Regions from separate parts of the Mus musculus genome. Here region 1 is linked to region 2. A link is a contact called in public Hi-C data. All regions are on one chromosome and are shown on one strand. Each heading gives the region's core, a stretch centred on a gene start, on an enhancer-like site or on the middle of the called end of the contact. The rest is flanking DNA. Distances are from core to core; before and after follow the strand shown.

The links. A called contact is a pair of places that touch in the nucleus more often than the background predicts.
Region 1: a Hi-C map of rod photoreceptor shows a contact between it and region 2, with 4 times the contacts expected there. The contact joins two enhancer-like sites. A contact is called at or near these places in 1 of 484 Hi-C or Micro-C datasets (rod photoreceptor) and 1 of 9 other capture datasets (pancreatic islet).

Annotation. Positions count from the first base shown.
Region 1 is chr1:193,623,605-193,628,609 of GRCm38.p6, forward strand. No RefSeq gene overlaps it. Among named protein-coding and RNA genes, the nearest start is that of Gm31870, 29 kb to the right of the region's middle. Within about 2 kb of position 2,142, at least 22 of the 459 cell types and tissues checked have an H3K27ac peak or open chromatin away from gene starts, as enhancers often do. A contact at or near this core is called in rod photoreceptor, where this site is marked.
Region 2 is chr1:193,185,819-193,190,704 of GRCm38.p6, forward strand. Traf3ip3 (TRAF3 interacting protein 3) reads right to left here. Exons shown (of 16, transcript NM_153137.4): 9 at 1,281-1,352. Among named protein-coding and RNA genes, the nearest start is that of Traf3ip3, 13 kb to the right of the region's middle. Within about 2 kb of position 3,428, at least 190 of the 459 cell types and tissues checked have an H3K27ac peak or open chromatin away from gene starts, as enhancers often do. A contact at or near this core is called in rod photoreceptor, where this site is marked.

The DNA.
Region 1 (5,005 bases), core at 892-3,391, 440 kb after region 2:
TCAAATTCATTTCTTAAAAAGAAGCCAAAACAAATAATCTATTGTTTTTCACCCCTTACTCCATTTTCTGTGCCATGGTGATTTATTATTAAACCAGGGCTGTTAAATGTTGCTGGTGGCATTTTCCTTCTGGGCACGTGACAACAACGGTGTTTAAATCTCTAGCCAAACATCTACTCAGGGACATGATGCCCAGGAGCTCAAAGTCTGCCTCCTCTGACATTATTATTACCCTGTGATTCTGGTGTTATTGCCTTCTTTCTGGTGTGGTTTTCAGATTCACATCTCTGGGCTTGGCACAGCCTTCCTTGGTCTGAGCCTGCCTGTCTTGCACTGCAGTGCTTCTTCATTCCACATTGTATCGGCCATATTTGTTTTATCTAACGTCCCAGGGTTAATAGAAAGAGATGGAGTCAGTTCTAAAATCCAAGTCTGTGATTCTGATTGGGTACCTGTTCCTGGCACAGACTGGCTCTTGTCCTTTCTAGCCCCTGGTGATGGCTCTTCCTACTGCCCCTTTAGATCAACTCACCTGATCATCTGATGCCTGCTTAACTTTGGCTCTAGTTCATGACCAATTAGTGTTGTTACTTGATCTAGGGGGTTATTGAAATATCAAAGGATCTTTATGGCAGTTAGAAATCAATCATTTATCTGAATTCCTAAACTGCCCTCATCATATTCCCTGCTGACCCATCTGGCATCTTAGGGATCTGCTCTCCTTGAAATCTAGTACTTAACACTCAGTGTGGCCAGATCTGCACTCTGTAGCTCAGCTGGCTGATGGCTAAAGACTGGACATTCATCATGATGCTGCCCAGTATTACCTACACCCATACCCTTGTCTGTAGTAGAAGGCTGCTGACACATGACCTTGTCTTTTCCTTCCAGAATCTTAATCAGCCCCCCACCCCGTGCCCTTAATGCTCACTGAGCTCTGATCTTGTATAGAACAGGCACCCCAAGTGGGATCAGGGATGGGTGTTCAACTGTGAGGTCTTTCATAAACTTGGTATAATTATAGTCCTGTTTCCAAAACAGCCATTTCTTCAACCTGTGAGGCACTTTGACCTGGCATCATGTGCTTTTCAAAGCAGTAGGTGGCAGTTCACTTGAGCAACTAAACCCAGGGTAAGCACCCCAGGCTCTCCAGGGGACAAAATAGCCTCAACTTCACTCTTGCAACAATACTTGTGAGTCTTCAGGCATTTTGTCAGACTTTTTACTATTCTAATGTGTGTGGAAAGAGACAGAAAAGAGTGAGGAAGAGAGGAGAGAGGAGAGAGAGAGAGAGAGAGAGAGAGAGAGAGAGAGAGAGGAGAGAGGAGAGGGGAGAGGGGAGAGGGGAGAGGGGAGAGAGGAGAGAGGAGAGAGGAGAGAGGAGAGAGGAGAGAGGAGAGAGGAGAGAGGAGGAGAGAGGAGGAGAGAGGAGAGAGGAGAGAGGAGAGGAGAGGAGAGAGAGGAGAGAGGGAGGAGAGAGGAGAGGAGAGGAGAGGAGAGGAGAGAGAGAGAGAGAGAGAGAGAGAGAGAGAGAGAGAGAGAGAGAGAGAGAGAGAGAGAGGAATTTATAGCTGAATGTCTCGTGGGATGGGAAGGAGAGCCCTGAGCTGCATGCTTCCTACTTTCCTCTAGAGGTTGCTATCAGGGTCATAAATCCTCGACCTTGGTAAAGCAGCTTGTCCCTTTAAGGCTATTAAAGGAACCTAGATGAGCTGCATTCCCAAACCAGCCTTGAGGATTACTCTGCCAGGTGGAAGGTGGCTGCCCATGAGGGAAAAGAGAAATTGCCTCCTACTATATCATTTCGGAGCTGTCCGCAGTTAATCCCCAGCCTGCTTAAAGCAGGCGGAATGTGAGATAGCTTCGGTCAATTGGCTGTTGCTTTTTTCTGTAACCCCAGGTTTTCTCCGAGGCAGCTGCTTATCCCAGTATGGCTGGTGTGGAAGGTGGGGGCCTGAGACATAGGCTCTGTGATAAGGAAGTGATCTGAGTAGGTGCCCAGCAGGAGTGGGGCAGATTTGGGGAATGTAAATGTTCCCTAAACAGAAGCTGAGTCTCAGAGAGGGAAATCAGGCCTGTTCTTGCTCAGCAGAAGGACTGTAGCTCAGGGGCAGACGTCACTCTTCAAAGGCTGAGGCTAATTTTCTCCCTGGATTAAGGAGATGATTCATAGGTTGGCGGTGTGGGCTGTGTGACCCACTTGGAGGTTGTCCTAGAAGCATCAATCATGCTGGGAACCAAGAGTCCAATCTTGACCACTGGCAAATATCTATTTTAGGTTGACCCTTGTCCTCACTAGCTAGAGGCAGAGAGTGTTATTCAGTCATGTCTAGAAACTTACTAAAGAATGACATGTGTGGTTCTTAAAAGTTAACTTTTAAAACATGTCCTTGGCATAGAGGATTCTGGGATTGGTTTATGACAAGTTTGGACCTTCTTTTGGTCGGAGGATTTTAGAGGTTTTGTGAGTACTTACCCCAACCTTCTGCTCTGGTATGAGCTCCCATGACATCTGTCTCTCTCTTACCCCACTGTTAGTGTGCACTTTCTAAAACAGCATAGTAATGATGTTACTAAAACTTTCCAAGTTAGTAAATTAGTGTTAGCTAAAATCCCTCCAGGGCCCCCAGAGTCTTCACTGTTCCATTCCAGGTTCTTAATGTGCCTTGCTCACTATCAATCTCTGGTTCTTTACTCTCATCTTCTCCCATCACTGTTTGCTCTGAACATCCCAGCTAACCACAAGAGCACTGTTCTCTGTGTGTGCATGCCTTTATCTTCTGCCCTTTAACTCATGCTGGCCTCTCCCCCAGAATTCCACATTCTGTACCACCAGTTGTAGGGCTGCCTCATCTGGACTATCTCCTCTCCTCTTCCCTCTTTCTAGATCCAGGCAGATCTAGATCTAGAGACAGGCAGATCTAGATCCAGTTTGTTTACTTTGCTGTTTTCCCAAAGCAATTAAATATATCGATGGAGGACTTATCAGTGCTTCACAAATCATTTATTTTGTTGTCATTGTTTACATATTGGCCTTCTCTATCCAACTTTGTCATTTTTCGGCTTCAGCATCTAGTACAATACCTGGCAGAGATGCTCTAAAGTTACAAAATAGAAGAGAGAGGAAAAAATAGAAAAAAAGAGAGAGAGAGAGAGAGAGAGAGAGAGAGAGAGAGAGAGAGAGAGAGGAAGGAAGGAAGGAAGGAAGGAAGGAAGGAAGAAAGAAAGAAAGAAAGAAAGAAAGAAAGAAATAAAGAAAGAAAGAAGACTGTACCATGTGGAAAAGAAGAGCAAGAAGAGATCTATAGGGACCAGGCTGGGAAGGCAACATCATCCCTACCCCTACCCTGTATAGACTCTCCAATCCTGCCTCCAGTCCCTCTGCAGGCACCATGTCTTCCATCATTTTCTTCCTGTTTTGTCAGTTCTAGTTGCTCTCAACTGCTGCAGACTGACATTGACCCCTTGTGACAAGCAGATCAACTCCTAATCTGCTAGAGCTCCAGTTTTTCTGGGATGTTGGCAAGCTCTTGACAGGTCCAGAGGAGAGGAAAGCTGTCAGCTCTCACTCTTCAGCACTCTGAACAGCTGAACAGCCAGTCCAAGGCTCAATTTGCACCTTTTGGTCCCCCGGGGCTGCTATGACTTTGATTGCTGCTTTAGGGCTCTTCAGTAGTTTCTCTTAAGGGATAAGTAGGATGGAGTGGTTGAGAACAACAATATTAGCCCTATTCTTGCATCTTCAAAGAGCAGCTCTGAAGTAGGGGTATAGGGAGGAGGGACCCTGGCATGCAGAGGGAAGGAGGGATAGATAGAGTAGTTTTACATTGCCCGTCAAATTTGAGCGCTAATGCCGAGATCGAGTTGGGAGACATTAAAAAGAATACAGGGATGAGTTAGTGTAAACAGCATCATCAGAAAGGCAGCCACAGATCCACACAGGGAGCAGAGCTAGCGCTCGGCTCGACTCAGTGATAATGAAGAAGGCAGCTAAAGCAAAGAGATCTCCCCGTCTGCCGCGTTTCTATCGCTTAATCAAAACTGACTCCAACTACTGCAGCTGCAAAAAAATGTTCCCAACCTTCCATTAATTTCCATACAATAACCCTCTAATGGGGAAGCCGTTCGGGGGAGGAGCGTAATCAATCTGGCCTAATGACACACCAGAGACCTGGGGAAAATGCAAACTTGGAGCAATTCGTGGCAGGTGCAACCTTGGAAAGCATTACCATTTTTCTAAGTTAATTTGTTCCCTTGATATGTTTGAAATCCATATTTGTACTTTAAAGGTCTAAAATGCAAGATGATTAAAAAATATAACCGGATTTTTGTAAACCGTTCAGCAGCAGCCAGTGATGTATTAGCCGTCTCCCTCCCTCCTCTCTCAGGAGAGCAGGGACCACTTTGCCTTCCTTCTCTTTTCCTCTGCTGTCATCTGGCCACTGCTGGCTCTCTGTTTTGTTTACTCTTTTTTGGTTTACTCTTGGCTCTAGGTAGTGGGGTGCTTTTCCATTCTGGGAGGAACAAGTTTGGGAATATAAGTTGGGATATAAGTTGTCATAGTGGCTCCCAGGCATTTTAGGGAAAGAAACAAGGAAGTCCTGTTCCCAGATTGTCTACCTATAGACCACAGTGTGTTCTTGCCTCTAGCTTTTCTGCCCTGCCATGTGAAGAAAGGCCAATGGACATAAAATCAGCTCCTGACCTCTTGGTTTCTATTGGATGTCTTGATTCCTGGTCTACCTGTCCTTCTTGGCCTTGAAAATTCAGGTCTTGACTCCTTAAACTGACCTCCACATATGGACTGACTCCTTGCTAGGCATCCTTAGTAGTTTCCTTTCTTCTTAGAACTTGCCTTTGGAATAAAAAGTAAGCAAATCACTCTCTATTCCACGGAGGCTTATCTCACTCACCTACAGACATACCTGGGACAAAGTGGTCTTGTGGGTTTCTTGCTGAAAGCTGTGTGCATTGGCCCTGTTTATCGAAGAAACAGCTGACCTCT
Region 2 (4,886 bases), core at 2,178-4,677:
TGTGACTCTAGCACTAAGGAAGCTGGTGGGAGGGTCACAAGTTCAAGGTCAGCCTAATAACTACACCTTTCTCAACAACAAACAAATTAAAGATTTGCATTCTGGCTTACATGCTTGTCACTTAAAAGTCTGATGGGCATATTTTAACTAAGAGCCTAACAAAGCAGCTCACATTGAAAACAAGCAAACATGTAGACCTGGAAACCTATAGACCAGTGAGTGGTTTTCAGCTTCCTCATGCCGCAACACTTTAATACAGCTCCTTATGTTGTGGTGAGCCCAACCATAAAATGTCTTTCACTGTTACTTCATAACTGTAATTTTGGTACAGCTATGATAATTGTAATGTAAATAGTTTTGGAGATAGAAGTTTGCCAGAGGGGTCATGACCCACAGGTTAAGAACTGCTGCTATAGACACTATAAACTATTCTCAGCTGCATAGGAAATTACTGATCCCTCTGGTGCCACATGAGAGAAGCCCAACCATTCCCTTCCTACTTATGTTTCCTTCAATATTTCTTACACGCACGTGTGTGTGTGTGTGTGTGTGTGTGTGTGTGTGTGTGTACTTGCCACATACACAGAGTGTGTGTAGAGGTCAGAGGACAACTTGTGAGGGAGATGCAGATCTTTCCTCCTACTATATGGATCCCAGAGACTGAACTCAGGCCTTTAGGCTTGGTGGTAAGCACCTACTAAGCCTTCTTGCTGGCCCCTGTTCTCCCATCTCTCCACCTGTCAGGGGGACTGATTTTCTTTTATTGTAACATGGGGATAGGCCAAATCAAGAGATTACTGGAGTTGAACACTTACATCACTTTCTTTAGACTCTTGAGTTTTTGCTTTCTCAGGGTTCCTGCTAAAGAAAACAAACACAAACAAACAAACAAAACCCCTTCTTCCTGAGATGAAAACTATTTTTGTGATTTTCTGTTAGACCCTCTTCACCTGTCCTCAGATTGGGTTCTGTGGAGACTGACTGTGTGGTGTGAACCTTTACCAACGGCTTCTCCCTATATTTCCTTAGGAGCCAGCAACATGTTTAGTGTTGGAATCCCTTCCCAGGGTACAAAAGCATGCATGGTAGGACAAAGAAGGGCAGTTGGAGGTGGTTACACGGCCAATTAGGGACAGCATGACATAGACAAGCACAGTGAGGTAAGAGTTAGTGTGCTAATCTCCATTTGGTAGCATTTCTAGAAGGCAGAGCTAAGATCCAAACATTTCAACTTTATTGACATTAATGTGCTGGAAATTAGTGTTCTCCAGGATGCTTACCTGCAGGCAGGTGTAGAGCTGGTTTTCTAGGGATCTTAGTTTGCCCTTCAGCTTGTCTTCATTAAGCTGTCCCTAAAATAAACAGGATTAGTTAGTAAGCTAAGGAAAAAACAACCAACCAACCAACCACAAAGAGGCTTGTTACATCTCTCCAGCCCTGTCCCACAGCCAAAGCTTGGTGCTGTGGGTTGAACCCCTCTAGGTGCAGAGATGGCTAAGGCACTCTGAGGGGAAGTTGGTTTTCTCTCTGTAGGCCTAGGGTGATCCTGATTGGCCCCAAATTCTCTTTGTATCTTGAATTTCTCTAACAAATGGCCCAGACAGCAAAGAAGGCCATAGAGAGGGAGGTTTCTAAACTGCCCCCTACCCCCAGCTTTCCTTGCCTTCTCTCATCCTGGACCTGGACCTTTGTCTGTAGAGCACAGGTATGAAGCTAAATGAGGTCTTTGCTCCTGGGGAGGATCTGATTTGTTCCAGCTCCTTGTTAGGGGTTGAAGTGTGTTTGTTCACCCTTCAGTTTGTATGCTGCAGTGAGCTACAGTATTCTATGTAGAACGGGAGCATATTTGGAGGTTGTGATGGTTTAAATATGCTTGGCCCAGGGAGTGGCACTATTAGGAAGTGCGAACTTGTTGGAGTAAGTTTGTCACTGTGGTCATGGGCTTAAGACCCTCATCCTAGTTGTCTCGAAGCCAGTATTCTGCTAGAAGCCTTTAGTTGAATATGTAGAATTCTCAGAGCCTCCTGCACCATGTCTGCCTGCATGCTGCTATGTTCCCACCTTGATGATAATGGACTGAACCTCTGAACCTGTAAGCCAGCTCCAATTAAATATTGTCCTTATAAGAGTTTCCTTGGTCATGGTGACTGTTCACAGCAGTAAAACCCTAAGACAGAGGCTGTACCTTCAATGAAGTTAAATGCAGTCAAATGAATTTAGTCTAGTCTGGTAGTGTTTTTCTAAAACAAGACCAGAACACAAGGTTAAACTGAGGGAAGACCACAGAAGACAAGATGGGTGTTGGCAGCCCATTCAGCAGGAGGGGAGACTGGTACTGGTGATACCTTGATTTCAGGGCCCAGGACAGTGGGGCAAAGGTTTCTGTCATGGCAGTCCTTGCATTTCACACCCTTCATATCCACTGAGAGTTCCTAGAGCCCCTCAGAATGTTCAACTCTCTTGTATGTAAATGTGTACTTTTATCTAAGGCGTATGTATATCTTCCTGTATGCTTAAAGTCGTCCCTGACTCTCACACACAGTACACTGGAAATACCATGGAAATGTCAGCTATAACGTATGGACTTGGCACTAATTACAAGAAAGACAAGAAAAACAGGATTTCCCCCCCCACCCCCTTTCAGTTATACTCGATCCAATGTTGGTTGAATCTGAGGCTTTGGAACCTGTGGCTGTAGAGGAATGACTACTGGTGTGTGTGTTCCTCCCTATCTGGCAGGACTCCTGAGAAATTCCTTGAAAAGTGAGAAATGGACCTACAGATACGAAACAGAGTAGGTGTGGACACGGGGAGGGGTAAGAGGGCCTCTTGGAAAGTCACAGAGCGATTCAGAAGCTGGGTCAACCTAATAGTCTGTCCCTGCCCCGTCCCGTGAGCCCCAGGTCCTGAGGTGCCTCGTGGCACTTTAAGGTAGGTATCCCTTGATCTAGGACCAAGCAGAGAAAGATGAGCAGAGGTGCAGTTCTGGCTTCTAGTCTTGTAGCATTTCAGCTATAAGATCCTTGTACCTGCATACATTGGAGCGTTTCACCTACTTTGCTGATCTTTGTACCTGTGTACACCCCCCTTGCCAGCCTTGAATTTTACCCAGGGGACATCTGTCTGGAGTAGTGGGGGTGTCAGTAATGAGAGTATGTTTTTTAGAGATAGAGCTGTGAGCAGTTAGTCTGTAGTGGTTTTCATATTCCTTCTCTGACTTGTCTACCCAAGTTCTGTGGGACTCTTGGAGTCCTTTCTCCAGGCCTGGATGTTGTGGCTCCTGGTGTCAAACTGACTTCCAGCCCTCATGGCTAAAAAGACTAGGGTGGAAGAGGGTGTCTGGGATGAGGTGGGCCTCCCTTTCTGGGAGTCGGGTGCCTGGGGAAGACAGGGAGTGGCATCGCACAGCTCCCGTTTGATCTTATTTGTTTAATTCTTCTAACTGTAGGGACCAGGGGGAGCCCCCACCCTTTCTGCTTCCTGTGTTATTCAGCTGGGCCTTGCAAAAGCAAAAATCTTTGCCAAAAACAATTTTCTAAAGTGCCTCCTACTATTAATGTTTTTCTCAGCCGCATGTGGGAAAGAGCAGAGAGAAAGGGATTTGGCATTTACAATAACCACAGGGCTTGGGACCAATGAGAGAGAAGGACAAAGGCTTCCACTGTTCGGGCGCAGGGGTAAGAGGTAGAACAGCTGCATTCCCCAGAGGGGCCTGTTCACTGTCAGTCTGGCGGCAACACACTAAGCTGGCCCCACCCCGCCCTGCTCTGCGTTGGTCTTCCCACTAACTGCATGCACTTTTCTTTGCCCAAAATCTACAGTGCAGAAGCCAGCCAAACCCACCAAGTTTAAAGACCAGGATCATCTCCTTATAGCGTGGAAGGGACACAAGCCCCAGACAGAGTCCTTGGAATGTCCTCTGGGCACCTTCCTATTCTGTAGTATCATGCTCAATTCAGTGTTTTCCTCTCCCAAGGGTTTATGTATCTCAGCCAACCCCCAGATTATTTTTCCATTTATGTTGCAATGCAAGACAATTTACAGTATCCCCTTTCAAGTAGGAATAGGGGCTGCCACCCAAGTCTAGGGCATGAACAAAATCTCTTGTACATAGAGCTCTGCTTCCCAGACTCCATAAGGCAAGCAGGAAAGTCCCAGCCATGTTCACGTTGCTGCAAGTGGAGCACAGGATTTCCTGCCCCCGCACCCTGACTCTACCCATGCTGACGACTGTGTTAGAGTATCTGAGAAGCTCTAAGGCTACAGACCTTACCCCAGGAGCCTGGAGCATCTTGGAAAGGAGAGGAAGGCAGTGAGGAGGCCACACACACACACACACACACACACACACACACACAGAGTGTTGATCCAAGGCTTTAGATCCTGCTACTGTTTGATCCTCCTGCCTCAGCTCTGTTTCCAGAAACGCCACACCTTCACCACAGAAGCCCCTTCCCATGGCTGCTCATCTCTCCCCTAACAGCTTGCATACTGGGTGAAGCCTGTTCCCTCTGTGTTGTCATCTCAGGATCTCAGTTATGCTTTGCAGAACTTAAAGCCCCAGTGCTCCACTCCTGCTTCCTCTGCAGGCAGAGCTACTTTTGTTCCAGTGGCCAGACCCCAGCTCTGGGTTCTCAGCAGTTCCTAGGGATGTCTTCAGGGGCACCAACCCTGGGGTTCTCCTGTAGATCTTACCATGAACATCCTTGCATGAGAAGCTGCAGATTCATATGTGGACCCGAATGGAAAGGACAAAGTAGACACTGGGCTTAAGCCTGAGTCCCAGGTCTGACCTCATTCATTCAGCTACTTTCCTAACACCATCAAATGAGGCCACGGTCCAATGGCTTACTGCAGTTGTCTCAGGAGGGGTGGAATTGGAAGTG